4 separate regions of the Mus musculus genome follow, and all the other regions are linked to region 4. A link is a contact called in public HiChIP or PLAC-seq data. All regions are on one chromosome and are shown on one strand. Each heading gives the region's core, a stretch centred on a gene start, on an enhancer-like site or on the middle of the called end of the contact. The rest is flanking DNA. Distances are from core to core; before and after follow the strand shown. Region 1 has its middle 6.1 kb from the start of Gm50597. Region 2 has its middle 22 kb from the start of Gm34428. Region 3 has its middle 55 kb from the start of Gm50597. Region 4 holds the start of Chd7 (chromodomain helicase DNA binding protein 7).

Evidence for each region. HiChIP or PLAC-seq counts read pairs in DNA pulled down with a chosen protein or histone mark.
Region 1: a contact with region 4 is called in an H3K27ac HiChIP or PLAC-seq map of acute myeloid leukemia, with 6 times the contacts expected there. The contact joins the enhancer-like site here to the promoter of Chd7 in region 4. A contact is called at or near these places in 19 of 39 promoter capture datasets (the 3T3-L1 cell line, the C10 cell line, the HPC-7 cell line and 11 more), 12 of 484 Hi-C or Micro-C datasets (ECoMG myeloid progenitors, bone marrow-derived dendritic cells, bone marrow-derived macrophages and 8 more), 26 of 115 datasets of contacts at active chromatin or transcription factors (the 230-238 cell line, the HPC-7 cell line, T-cell acute lymphoblastic leukemia and 19 more) and 2 of 9 other capture datasets (embryonic stem cells and liver).
Region 2: a contact with region 4 is called in an H3K4me3 HiChIP or PLAC-seq map of neural tube, with 5 times the contacts expected there. The contact joins the enhancer-like site here to the promoter of Chd7 in region 4. A contact is called at or near these places in 5 of 39 promoter capture datasets (the C10 cell line, the SN4741 cell line, cranial neural crest and 2 more), 1 of 484 Hi-C or Micro-C datasets (bone marrow-derived macrophages), 13 of 115 datasets of contacts at active chromatin or transcription factors (a beta-TC-6 cell line, bone marrow-derived macrophages, craniofacial prominence and 10 more) and 2 of 9 other capture datasets (embryonic stem cells and liver).
Region 3: an H3K4me3 HiChIP or PLAC-seq map of stem cell-derived neural progenitor cells shows a contact between it and region 4, with 29 read pairs. The contact joins the enhancer-like site here to the promoter of Chd7 in region 4. A contact is called at or near these places in 13 of 39 promoter capture datasets (3T3-L1-derived adipocytes, the C10 cell line, the HPC-7 cell line and 9 more), 1 of 15 datasets of contacts at CTCF or cohesin (large pre-B cells), 2 of 484 Hi-C or Micro-C datasets (bone marrow-derived macrophages and cranial neural crest), 23 of 115 datasets of contacts at active chromatin or transcription factors (the 230-238 cell line, T-cell acute lymphoblastic leukemia, bone marrow-derived macrophages and 16 more) and 3 of 9 other capture datasets (adipose tissue, embryonic stem cells and liver).

What each region holds. Positions count from the first base shown.
Region 1 is chr4:9,114,148-9,116,847 of GRCm38.p6, reverse strand. No RefSeq gene overlaps it. Among named protein-coding and RNA genes, the nearest start is that of Gm50597, 6.1 kb to the left of the region's middle. Within about 2 kb of position 1,272, at least 65 of the 459 cell types and tissues checked have an H3K27ac peak or open chromatin away from gene starts, as enhancers often do. A contact at or near this core is called in the HPC-7 cell line, T-cell acute lymphoblastic leukemia, acute myeloid leukemia and 8 more, where this site is marked.
Region 2 is chr4:8,985,300-8,987,999 of GRCm38.p6, reverse strand. No RefSeq gene overlaps it. Among named protein-coding and RNA genes, the nearest start is that of Gm34428, 22 kb to the left of the region's middle. Within about 2 kb of position 1,394, at least 9 of the 459 cell types and tissues checked have an H3K27ac peak or open chromatin away from gene starts, as enhancers often do. A contact at or near this core is called in neural tube, where this site is marked.
Region 3 is chr4:9,065,109-9,067,808 of GRCm38.p6, reverse strand. No RefSeq gene overlaps it. Among named protein-coding and RNA genes, the nearest start is that of Gm50597, 55 kb to the left of the region's middle. Within about 2 kb of position 1,363, at least 56 of the 459 cell types and tissues checked have an H3K27ac peak or open chromatin away from gene starts, as enhancers often do. A contact at or near this core is called in effector CD8 T cells, regulatory T cells and stem cell-derived neural progenitor cells, where this site is marked.
Region 4 is chr4:8,689,152-8,691,851 of GRCm38.p6, reverse strand. It overlaps Chd7 (chromodomain helicase DNA binding protein 7), which reads right to left and starts at 1,446. Exons shown (of 38, transcript NM_001277149.1): 1 at 1,077-1,446.

The DNA.
Region 1 (2,700 bases), core at 23-2,522, 430 kb before region 4:
GCCAATTTAGGAGTGTAAAAAGATTCTTGTTAAACTAATAATAAGAGACTATTTCCAGTAATTTCAAAACCATAGAAATTCTTTTTTAAAAAACCTAAAATGTAGGGCTGGAGAGACGGCTCAGCAGCTAAGACTACTCTACCAGAGGTCTTGAGTTCAATTCCCAGCAACCACATGGTGGCTTACAACCATCTGTAATGGAATCTGATGTCCCTTTCTAGTGTGTCTGAAAACAGCTGCAGTGTACTCATATACATTAAATAAATAAATAAATAAATAAATAAATAAATAAATAAATCTTTTTTAAAAATTAAAATTTTTTTTTGAAATATTGTTCATTAGAAATGAGAGGTTGAGGAATAATTTAAAGCATCACTATTCATATTTTTTTAGTTTGCCGTAATTAAAAATGTATTTGTTGCAATTTTCTGGTCTTAAAACGTCAATGACTTTTGTTCTGTATCAGGAACAAGAGATTTAAGGAAGTTACAAAATCACTGGTGGAATTAACATTTTCTTTTTCTAGACAAAAAGGTCTGAATTATAAACTTTTTAAAGCATCACGTATCTCTCTGGTTTTTACTAATTTGTAAAAAGCAGACACACTCATAAAACTAGAAGAAACCACAAACGTTAATAGGGAAGACAGTAACGTTTTGGTGCTTCGAACTGTCAGAGTCTTTTTCAGAAAGGGCAACAGATGTGGGGGAGGGGCTGTGGCTTCTCTCAAGAGCCTTCCCTTGATGACTAACACCATCTAATCACGTTCTTTCTGAACTGCCCCTTCCTCTGGTGGGAAAGCCTTATCATGTTCACCGCCTTCTGAGAAGTCATAAGATCAAGCTCTCACGTAGCCTTTCATTTCCTGGTTTGCTGTTCTTTGTTCCTCTTCCCACCCCCCTGTCCCACCCCCACCCGCACCTAAGGTGTCTTTCTGCAGCTCAGGCTGGCCTCAAACTTGCCACAGCCCTCAAGAATCAGACTTCTTACGGTTGGATTTGCAGGTGTGAGTCGGGTCAATAGTTTTTAACTCGCAAGAAATCATAAGTAGGATTCAGGATACAAGGGAGCCGAATGATGAATTTGGAAAGCTGGCCCCTAAGCTGCAGGAAAAAATCAGGCAAGTTCTACTCCCAGCCTGAGCACCTTGAAATAATCTGGTTTTACCACAACTCTGAGGGCCATGAGTACAGGTCTTACTCCCCTGCCGTACCTGTGGCTATGAGTACTTTGTAGATGAGGCCATCATGATGTGCGGCATGTGAGTGGTTTTGAGTGACAGGAACTTATGACAGAGTCCCTGTATTCTTTCCCACAGTCTTTCTGCCTTCCTCTGATCCGTCCTTAGGAGGACACATAGATTAAGAGGACAAACTCAAATTATCTCCCTTTACCTGGGTCATCTCTGAAACTTGATTCAGTCCTACTAGAGCTAGATACTATCAGATGCTGGAACCTGGAAAGGGTCACTGGAGCCTGTCCCTCAGCCGGTGGCACTACTGGAAGGTGGTAGAACTTGTAAGAGTGGAGCTGTGGACCTCTGCTCACTGGGGATTCGAGCCCCTTTCCCTCTCTTGTTGGTCTCTCAGCCATGAGAGGACCCACCTGTGCTTCTGCATATTGGGAAGTCAGGGACTCCAAAGGAGACCAAATGCCAAATGGCCCTAAACTGAAACCTCCAAGCCTGGAATTCAAAATGAGCCTTCCCCTCTATAAGCTCTCTCAAGTGGAAAGGTGACTACCACGCCACTATGACTGGCTTTGCTCTCTTCTGAGGTTTTAGCATTTAACCCAGAGGAGACCTGCGCCAAAGGTTAAGTGCTCACTCCCCATGGGCACGGCAGCATCTTAGTTCCAATTCCTTACCGTTCACTGTATCAGCTATTCCTATTGCTGCTGCATTCCCATGTCTCCATGTCCCCAGCCTTCTTCCAGGAGGCAACTTTTCCAATCTAAGTACACTCCATATATTTGTGTGCTTTTATTTCACTATAAAGCTCAAGAAGTTCCATGCTACGCTACCTTAAACAACATAAGCACAGAATATACTTCCTGCTGTATCGATGTACGTGAGCGGATGGGTACGGTGTCTGCTGTGATCCGATGCCTCTGCACGCAGTTTGCTTTGACATGACAGCAAACATGCTTTGAATGCTCCCGTCCTTCTTTGATCTCACAGGCCACAGTGCCTGCTCATTCGGACTCTGACTCCTCCATGGACGCCAGGAAGCCTTTGTGAGAGCTTTATTTCCCAGACTGGTTGCATATATGTTTAAGTGTCACAAGTTTCGATGATTTTTATGAGACATAGTCCAACACATGCATGAATGTACACATACACAGAGGCACACATACCTGTACACACAAGCATGGATGCACATAGTAAGTCCAACTGTCAAGATGATAAGAACTATCATTTTTGTCCTTACCAGGTACCAGACATTGTACTAATTATTTTCCATAGGACATCTCATTTTGCTTAGCCATGTTGGAAAGAGACACCTAGCAGCCTGTCAGCTTCATTTCGCTCATGAGAACACCAGAACACCGTGGTTCAACTAGTCCTAATGCCTAAGAACTGAATTCCTAGGCAAAGGCTCTGTCCTGCCAGCTCCTGTGTCCTTATGCCTTAATGCGCTTCCTACCAAGGGCTGGGGTGTTTCCAAAATTGTCTACTGGGGAAATGATGCAGCTTTTTCA
Region 2 (2,700 bases), core at 145-2,644, 300 kb before region 4:
CCTGCATGAGTCAGAGTGAAGTCTGCCTCAAATGTTGGCACACACGTGACATATTAATTAAAACAACACGCATGATAAATAACATTGAGACCCAAAGCACAGAACGCCTCTAAAATCACAGTCGGTAATTATGCCTGCGGCTGCTAAATCACTCTTAGAATGCCAGTGTCACTTATATGACAAAATTAGTCTCTGGGCCATGACCTTGAGGGGTCATCTGGTGGCACATCCCCCTGTGAGCTGAACAATGTCTAAATGCCAGAGGAAGAGCATTCATCTAATGCTTAAGTCCCGAGGGGAGGAATTCCTTAGGAGAGCTGAATGGTTTAATTTAATAATTATTTGAGTTCCAGCTTTTGTACACTTTCAGCTCTGCCCTGAGAGCAAAGGGTTAGGGGAATGGGAGGAGATACAGTGTGTGGCTTCTAGGAGCACTAGTAACTTGCTTTTGGTGAATGCCTGTTTCAGGCAAGAAGTCCTTTGGTATGGCTCACTTAACTCTTCCAAGATGCTATCAAAAACATATCAGCACTTAGTTAACCTTGCCTGGGGACCACACAGGATCTCTGTGTTAAGGGTCTGGGGACTGAGGACAGTGCTGCCAGTGTGAATGGGGGTCCTTTAGCACAGTATTGCCATATACTGCTGTGAGGATGTCCATCTACTCTGAATTTCTAACTATTCACAAATTTTAACAAATTTGATATTTACTAGCTCCGTTAGTACCAAAAAGACCTGGGAAAGGAAGAGACCCCATTACCTTGCTTCCAAAGTCATTTCCCATTTGTGGTTCAGTCAACATATCAGCAGCTCGTTAAGTGTATTTAATTTCATTCCCTCAACATTAACCCATGTACCACACCAGTGGCCACAACTTTGGTGTCCCAGCTCCTAAATTCTATTAGTGTTCAGAAAGGCTCTTGGTTTCCACATAATGTTCCATCAGTGCAGAGAAATTAATTAAATTAAAATTATTTTTATTGTGATTTAATTAGCTTGATTTAATTACTTTGTTCACTGACTGAGCACTCTGTGGTTACTGCCAGACCCTCAGTGTCGTTCGTGGCATGAATGTTCCCAGAGAATTACACATTTTCTCTGTTCAGCCACTGGAGCAGGCTGGCGGAGTTTGCCAGAAACTCACGATTTATCACAATCAGCATCATCACAAATTATAGGAAGCATCCAGCAATATGATAGCTTCTAAATGAAGTGTCTGAGAGCAGGTCACACCGCCGTCCTACCCTGTTAATCCGTCATATTTCATAGTCAAGCTGACACCCTGTCCAATTTGCCGGGTTTGCCTTATTGCTTGGTGCCTTGCAGAGTGGCTGCACGGGAGAGCCCACATCTGTCCAGGAGGCATTCCTCAGTGATGCCCTCGCTGTCCAGCCCTCCTCTGGCTCTCTGCAGACCCCTGGCAAGCAGGCATTCCTTTGCCTGAAGTTCATGACCTAAGTAGTTTTCTCCTATTACAATGTAGACAATAAAGCACAGAGAGGTCCCCGGGACTCAGTAACCAGAATTACAAAACTTTACAATTGTGCTGGAGTCAGTGTAAAAATCTTGGAATGTCCTATCCTCGTGACTATTTCAGAGCGTGGTGAGGCTCAGATCCCACAGTGGATGATACTCTGTCTCTGCCCTTTCTCCTGAAGCCCCCCCCCACTGCCGGTGTGTTGATTCAAGCAGAGCCACAGCAGCCAGTCATTCAATACCCTTATGTCTTTCAAAAATAAAATAATTCTAACTTGCCTGTATTTGAAATGCATCATTCCGGTTAATGTGTTCAGAACGGCGCTTCTCTGTGTTCTTACGTTCTGGTAACTGCATTTTAATGTATTTGGCATGCTGCATAATTCTCTGTGTTTTATTTTATAATTTAAAACCACTTTATCTGAGCAGGGATCCTTTGACTTTTCCAGACAGCTAAATGCTAGAGCACAGGATTGTTTTTAAATCATTGTATTGGTGGCTGTTAGGGCAAGCAGCTCAATCGAACAGCAGAAACTCATCTCGGCACAGTTCTGAAGCCAGAGGCTCAGTATCAACATCACTCTGCCAAAGCCAAGTACCACACCTCCAGGGTCTCTGGAAGAAACAGTGCCCTCTCTTTCTTGTAGTCATGTACCTGTGCTTGTGGCCCCTTCACACCAACATCTGTCTGTTTCTCCTCATGGGTCCCAGTTTCTCTCTGTGTCACTCACCTTCTTTTGCTTCTCATTTATAACGATGGTGTGTCTGTCTGTCTGTCTATGTGTCTCTGTGTGTGTCTGTATATGTGCCTCTGTGTGTATGTGTCTGTGTGTCTGTGTGTGTATGTATGTGTGTATGTCTGTGTGAATGTCTGTGTGTGTGTCTAGGTCTGTTTGTGTGTGTATGCCTGTGTGTGTCTATGTCTCTGTGTGTCTCTATGTGTGTGTATGTCTGTGTGTGTGTGTTTCTGTGTCTGTGTGTGTGTGTTTCTCTGTGTGTGTGTGTCTCTGTCTGTCTGTCTCTCTCTCTCTCTCTCTCTCTCTCTCCCTCTCTCTCTCTGTGTATTTGTGCTCCAGTGTGCGCATGTGAAGGACATAACACGGCCTGTTCACATGAGGCAATTGTTCTACTGATGTACTTCGTCCCCGGTCTATAATGGTACTTTATCTGATGATATCTGGGCTGGGGCCCATCAAAGAACAATTACCTCTTCACCTTGATCAC
Region 3 (2,700 bases), core at 114-2,613, 380 kb before region 4:
CTTCTTTAGGTCTGGGGATCAAAATGCCATTAAAATACTATTAGTCTTCCTGAGTTTCAAGGTTTTCTCTTTCTTTCTTTCTTTCTTTCTTTCTTTCTTTCTTTCTTTCTTTCTTTCTTTCTTTCTTTCTTTCTTTCTTTCGTTCAGCTTTCTTTTTTTCTTTCTCTCTTTCTTTCTTCCTTCCTTCCTTCCTTTCTTCCTTTCTTCCTTTCTTTCTTTCTTCTTTCGTGTGTGTGTGTGTGTGTGTGTGTGTGTGTGTGTGTGTGCTATGTGCATGCTGTGACTTTATGCACTGGTGCCTCACTCAGTGGGAAGCTCACTGTTTCTGCTAGACTGGCTCACCACTGAGTACCTGGTACACACATGTCTCCATCATCTTTAATTGAGAGGTTACTAGCATGTTCTAGATTTTCATGGTCAGAGTCCTCCTAGTTGTCATGGAGTGGCATTAAACTGTCTCCACACCTAGCCCCAGGGGAATGCTTGTAACCCAGGTCTCAGTCATCCTCATAAACCATAAAGAACAGAGGCCACAACAGTGAGACTCGGGAACATTCTCTACTACATGATCTAAGAAGAGGCAACTGAGACTAAACATAAGACAATGCCCTGGTTCTCCGGAGGCTCTTTTGGTGCACATAAGATTTCATGCTGAAGTCAACACAATCGAAGGCTTTGACACAACACAAAAATGACCAGGTGGTACTGATATGCAGAGCCTGAATGGTGGTGTGCCAGAGCTAACCTACTCCTCTCAGCTTCTGTGAGTCAATAAATCCTTTTTGTGACTAAGCCAGTTTGGGTTGGGTTTTTTTTTTCCCCCTGTGTTTGCAACTAAATAATCCCAACAGACATCCATCAAAGTACCCTTCCCCAATGGGAGCCTCACACTTTGATTCTGTAAAAAAGATAACTGGTTTCTTTAGCCAGCTCCACTGTGAACGAACCAGGCATGTTAGAGAGTACTGTGTGGGTAAGGGATGCTATCTTTCCTTTGGGGGTGCCTGCGGTTCACATTTCTGAATGGGCCAGAAACGCCTATAAATTTCACCTGTTGACATATTTTCTTTGCAAGCATTTGTACTACTTCAAGGGAAGGAACCGGAAAGAGAGGTGGAGAAGGGAAGGCATGAGACAGAATATTAGTGACTATGCAGGAAGCAATATAGGTGGTGGCCTTTTAGCAAAGGCCTGGCATGTGGGCACATGTGGTGTGACTTCTCAGTAGAGGAACTAATCTGGCAGCGTTATCTGATCTGGAACGGAAAGAAAAAAAAGAAGCCTTCTCTCTTCTGTGCCCTTGTTTGCTGTGACTGAAAGTGTTTTGGTGTGAGGATGGCACTGGAGTGTTCACAATTGAGCCCTGACGACAGGCTGGGCTCAGTGGGAAATTGGAGTGTTTTCCAGTTGCCAACAGTCAGTTCATGAAAGTGGCCTTTTGTTTCGTGAAATCCAGGGCAGGCTTTTGACTGAAAACTCAAGTGAAGCATGCTGAAGCTTCAAGCTGAAGAGGTAGGGAGTTTCTCAAGCCTTTCTGAGCCATAGAGATTCCCTTGCCATCACGTCCAGGCAGAGGAGGCTGTAGAAGCAGACTTGAACAGGGTCTGTGGACCTGAGAGTTTACTAATCAACTGGTTCAAAGATTGCCTCCTGCTATTACCTGGCTTTGAGCCCTTGGATACAAGAGTTGATCTCTTTGAATTCGTGCCCTCATCTGTACATCTGTTCTTGATATTAGTAATTAGTCACATTATACTGACTAGTAGAACCCATGGTACATAACAACAAATCAAATCAGATAGTTCCCTGACACATGATTTACTTCGTACAGCTTTGGTGACCCACAGTCAACAGCAGTCAGGGAAGATTCTATAGAGATTTCAGGAACACACAGCTCCTAAGATGAATGGCACATTGTTCTGAGAAGGAGGGGGTAGCCCACAGTGCCCTGCTCCTTTCTGCTCAAGCCTGAGTCCACCCTCTGTATAGCATGTGTACACTCTATGCTCTCTGAGTCCCTTAGTCTCCCATGAGACATCTCAGCCTTCAGATAGACTACAATGATATTGAAATTCTCAAATTTAAGTAACCTTTATTTTTCTTACAAATGACCCCAATGTAAAAAAGTTCTGATGCTGGCAACTTAAGCATAGCATGCTTTTATCGTTATTCAGCCTTCCTCTGAATTTTGTAGCTAGTCTCCAACTGTGGCTGGTGTAACTTCATCTTACATGCATGCACGTGTGGCACATATATACATGTTTGCATGTGTGTGTATGTGTGTGAGAATGAGTGTGGCTCAATATGATCATCAGACATGCATGGGGTCTTGGGTTGTGTTACACATGGATACACAGACCTGCTGATGCAAATTAACAGTGACAGAATGTCACTCACCTGTGGAGATATATGCCAACCCACTTGGGAGACTAAGGGACTCAGAAGGCATAGAGTGTACACATGCTGTACAGAGAGAGAGTGGACTCATGCCTGAGCAGAAAGGAGCAGTGCACTATGGGCTACCCCCTCCTTCTCAGAACAGTGTGTAATTTCATCTTAGGATCAGTGTGTTCCTAAAATCTCCATAGAATCTTCCCTGACTGCTGTTGACTGTGGGTCACCAAAGCTGTAGGAAGTGAAACGTGTGTCAGGGAACTATCTGATTTGATTTGTTATGGACCATGGAGTCTACTAATATAA
Region 4 (2,700 bases), core at 197-2,696:
CTCGCGCCCCGAGCCGGCTCTCCGCGGGGCCACCGCGTAACCCCGGCGCTCCGGGGCCACCTGGCGACCCCCGCCCCCGCCCGGACCCCCGACAGGCTGGGGGGAGGGGAGCGGGGACGCGAGTTGGGATCGCGGATTAAAGTCGCTATTATGCCGCCGCTGGCGGCCCGGCCAGCTCGGCAAGGTGGGGTCCCCCGGTCGCCCGCCCGCACTCGCCCCAGCCCGGCTCCCTTTCTTCTCGTCCTCGCGCACTTGGGAGCTGCCGGGGAGCCCCAGGAACCCCTAGCTGCGGGCTCGGAACTCTGCGACCGCCGCCGCCACCGGCTGGGCTCGGGACGCCCCCCGCGCCGCGTGTTCGCGCCACCCCCGCCCCCGCCCCACGCGGCGCCCCGCGCACTTTCCCTGCCGCCGACCCACCTCGCCCGTGGCCGTCCCCGCACGGGCTAGCGCCGCCGCGCCCGCAGGGACGCACTTTGTTCGCGCCGGTGCGGCCGCCGCTCCCGGCGAGCGCGGCGTGGTCGGGCCGGAGCGGGGGGCGGGGGCGAGGCGGGGGGCGCCGCCGTCCCCGAGCCCCGCGCTCAGCGCCCCGCGCCCGCGCGCCCGCCGCCGCTCGCGCCGGAGTTGGAACCCAACTTTTTCCTCCTTCCCTTTTCTCTCGAACGCAGCCGGCAACTCGTGCTCGGTGCCGGCGGGAGGAAACGCGCTCGCGCTCCCCAGAGCGCAGACACGCTCCCTCCTGTCCCCGTCCCCCCCGACGCCGGCAGCACAACAAAAAGCCATTTACATGCGAGGAAGTGACCCTCGGCCGCCCCGCGCGCCCCCGCCGCCGCCGGCCCCGCGGACGCAGGCAAAAGTTGGGGCGCGGGGCGGCGCTCGGGCCGCGGGTTCGGGCCCCGGCGGCAGCAACGCAGGCGACCGGGCGGGCGGCGCTACGCTCCTGCCGACCGCGGCCCCCGCGCACCTCTCCCCGCGCCCCGCACACGCCCAACTCCCCTCTCGCAACTCCGCGCGGCCGCGGCCCGGCACGGTTTCCTGCCGCCGCCCCTCCCGGGGGCGCCGGGGAAGTCTGCGCTCACCGGCTCGCTCCTTCGCTCGGGCTAGTCAGCCGCCGCGCGCCGTGGGGAACAAAACGCAGAGCGGCTCCGGAGTTGGCTCGGCGGCCGCGGCCGGGGGCTGATCCACGGACGCGGAGTTGGCCGCGCGCGGACGGGGCTCTGGCGAGTTGCGGGGTCTCCGGGTCCCCGGGCCGCCTCCTCCGCGGCGCTCCTTTGTGTAATTCCACTCGATTCAAGTTTAATCCGATAGTTCCCGAGCACGAGCGCGTCCGCACCACCACGGCTCAACCCCCGCGCCGCCGCCGCCACCGCTGCCGCCGCCGCCGCCGCCGCCGCCGCGGCCCCAGCACGCCAGCGCCTGCGCGCGCCCTGCACGCCGCGCGCACGAGCCTCCCGGGCCGCGCGCGCCCGCGGCCGGCTCTCTCCGCGGCGCGCCCGCGCCCGCGCGCCGCCACCTGACGTCAGGCGCGCCTGGCATAATTTATGCAAGAATTCGGCCGGGGTGGCGGAGGCCGCGGAGAGGCCGAGAGAAGGGGGCGGCGCGGCGCGGGCGGCCGCCCCTTCCCGTCCCGCCGGGCGCCGGCGCAGCGGGCGGGTGTCGGTCCCGGTGCGCGGCCGCCGCAGCCTCTCGGGCCGCCTGCTGCCAGCGCTCTCGCGCGGGTGCAGAGGGTGCCACGTTTCCGCGCAGCACCTTCCCGGAGCCGCGGTGCGCCGCCCTGGGGCAGGAAGCGGAGGCCCGGAGCCCGTAGTGACCCCCCGCCACCGCGAGGGGTGGCCAGCCCGGTGCGGACCGAGGAGGCTAGGGGTGTTTGGGTGTCTCTTCTGTAATTATCCTTCAACTTGAGATGATTTTCCCACACGAAATACCTAGGATGGACGCCTTTCCTTTCAAATAGATCCATCCCTGCCTCACCACTTGGCTTTAACTGACGTCCTCGGTGATAGGACAGCGGGATCTGCCACTAAATCAAAAAGTTTTAACTAGAGAGCATTGATTTTAGTTGAATTTGTTAGCATGCCAAAAAACGAAGGGATAGCGCAATGGTTATGAAACAAAGAAATAGGATGTGTGCCCATTTTTAAACGTGTCAGAACTGGAGTGTTTTCATCATTCCTTCGCCAATGTGGCACTAAATATCATCTTCCAGCTTTGAATAGCCGACCTTCTTGCCCATTTCTCTTTCCGGTACAAGATGAATATTAACCTTGAAGACATTTTTTAAATTAGTTTCCCTCTTGTGTAATAGATATTTAAACATTTACTAAGCATCTTTTGTGTGTGAAACACGGAGCAGATTTATAAACGGTCAACAATTGTAAACTCCAGTATGGTTTTATTAGGCTAAAGACTGCACTCACTTATAAATAAGGAAGGAGGTTATACAGCCAGCTATGACAGCTGTGTAAGTGCTATTGAACTCAAAAATCGTAGAGAAAAGGCAAAGCATGCTAATCTGGCCCACTGATGGTTGTACTACTACTGAGCTTAGAATCACACAGTTTTATATGGACAAATGACTTGCCAAAACTGCTTCATTTATACTGCAGCTTAATCAGTTAGACATCTATCTCCTAATAGAAATAGTTTTACTCTTTTTTTTAAAAAATTTTTTTACAATTGTTGCTTATTTAAGTGCATTGATTC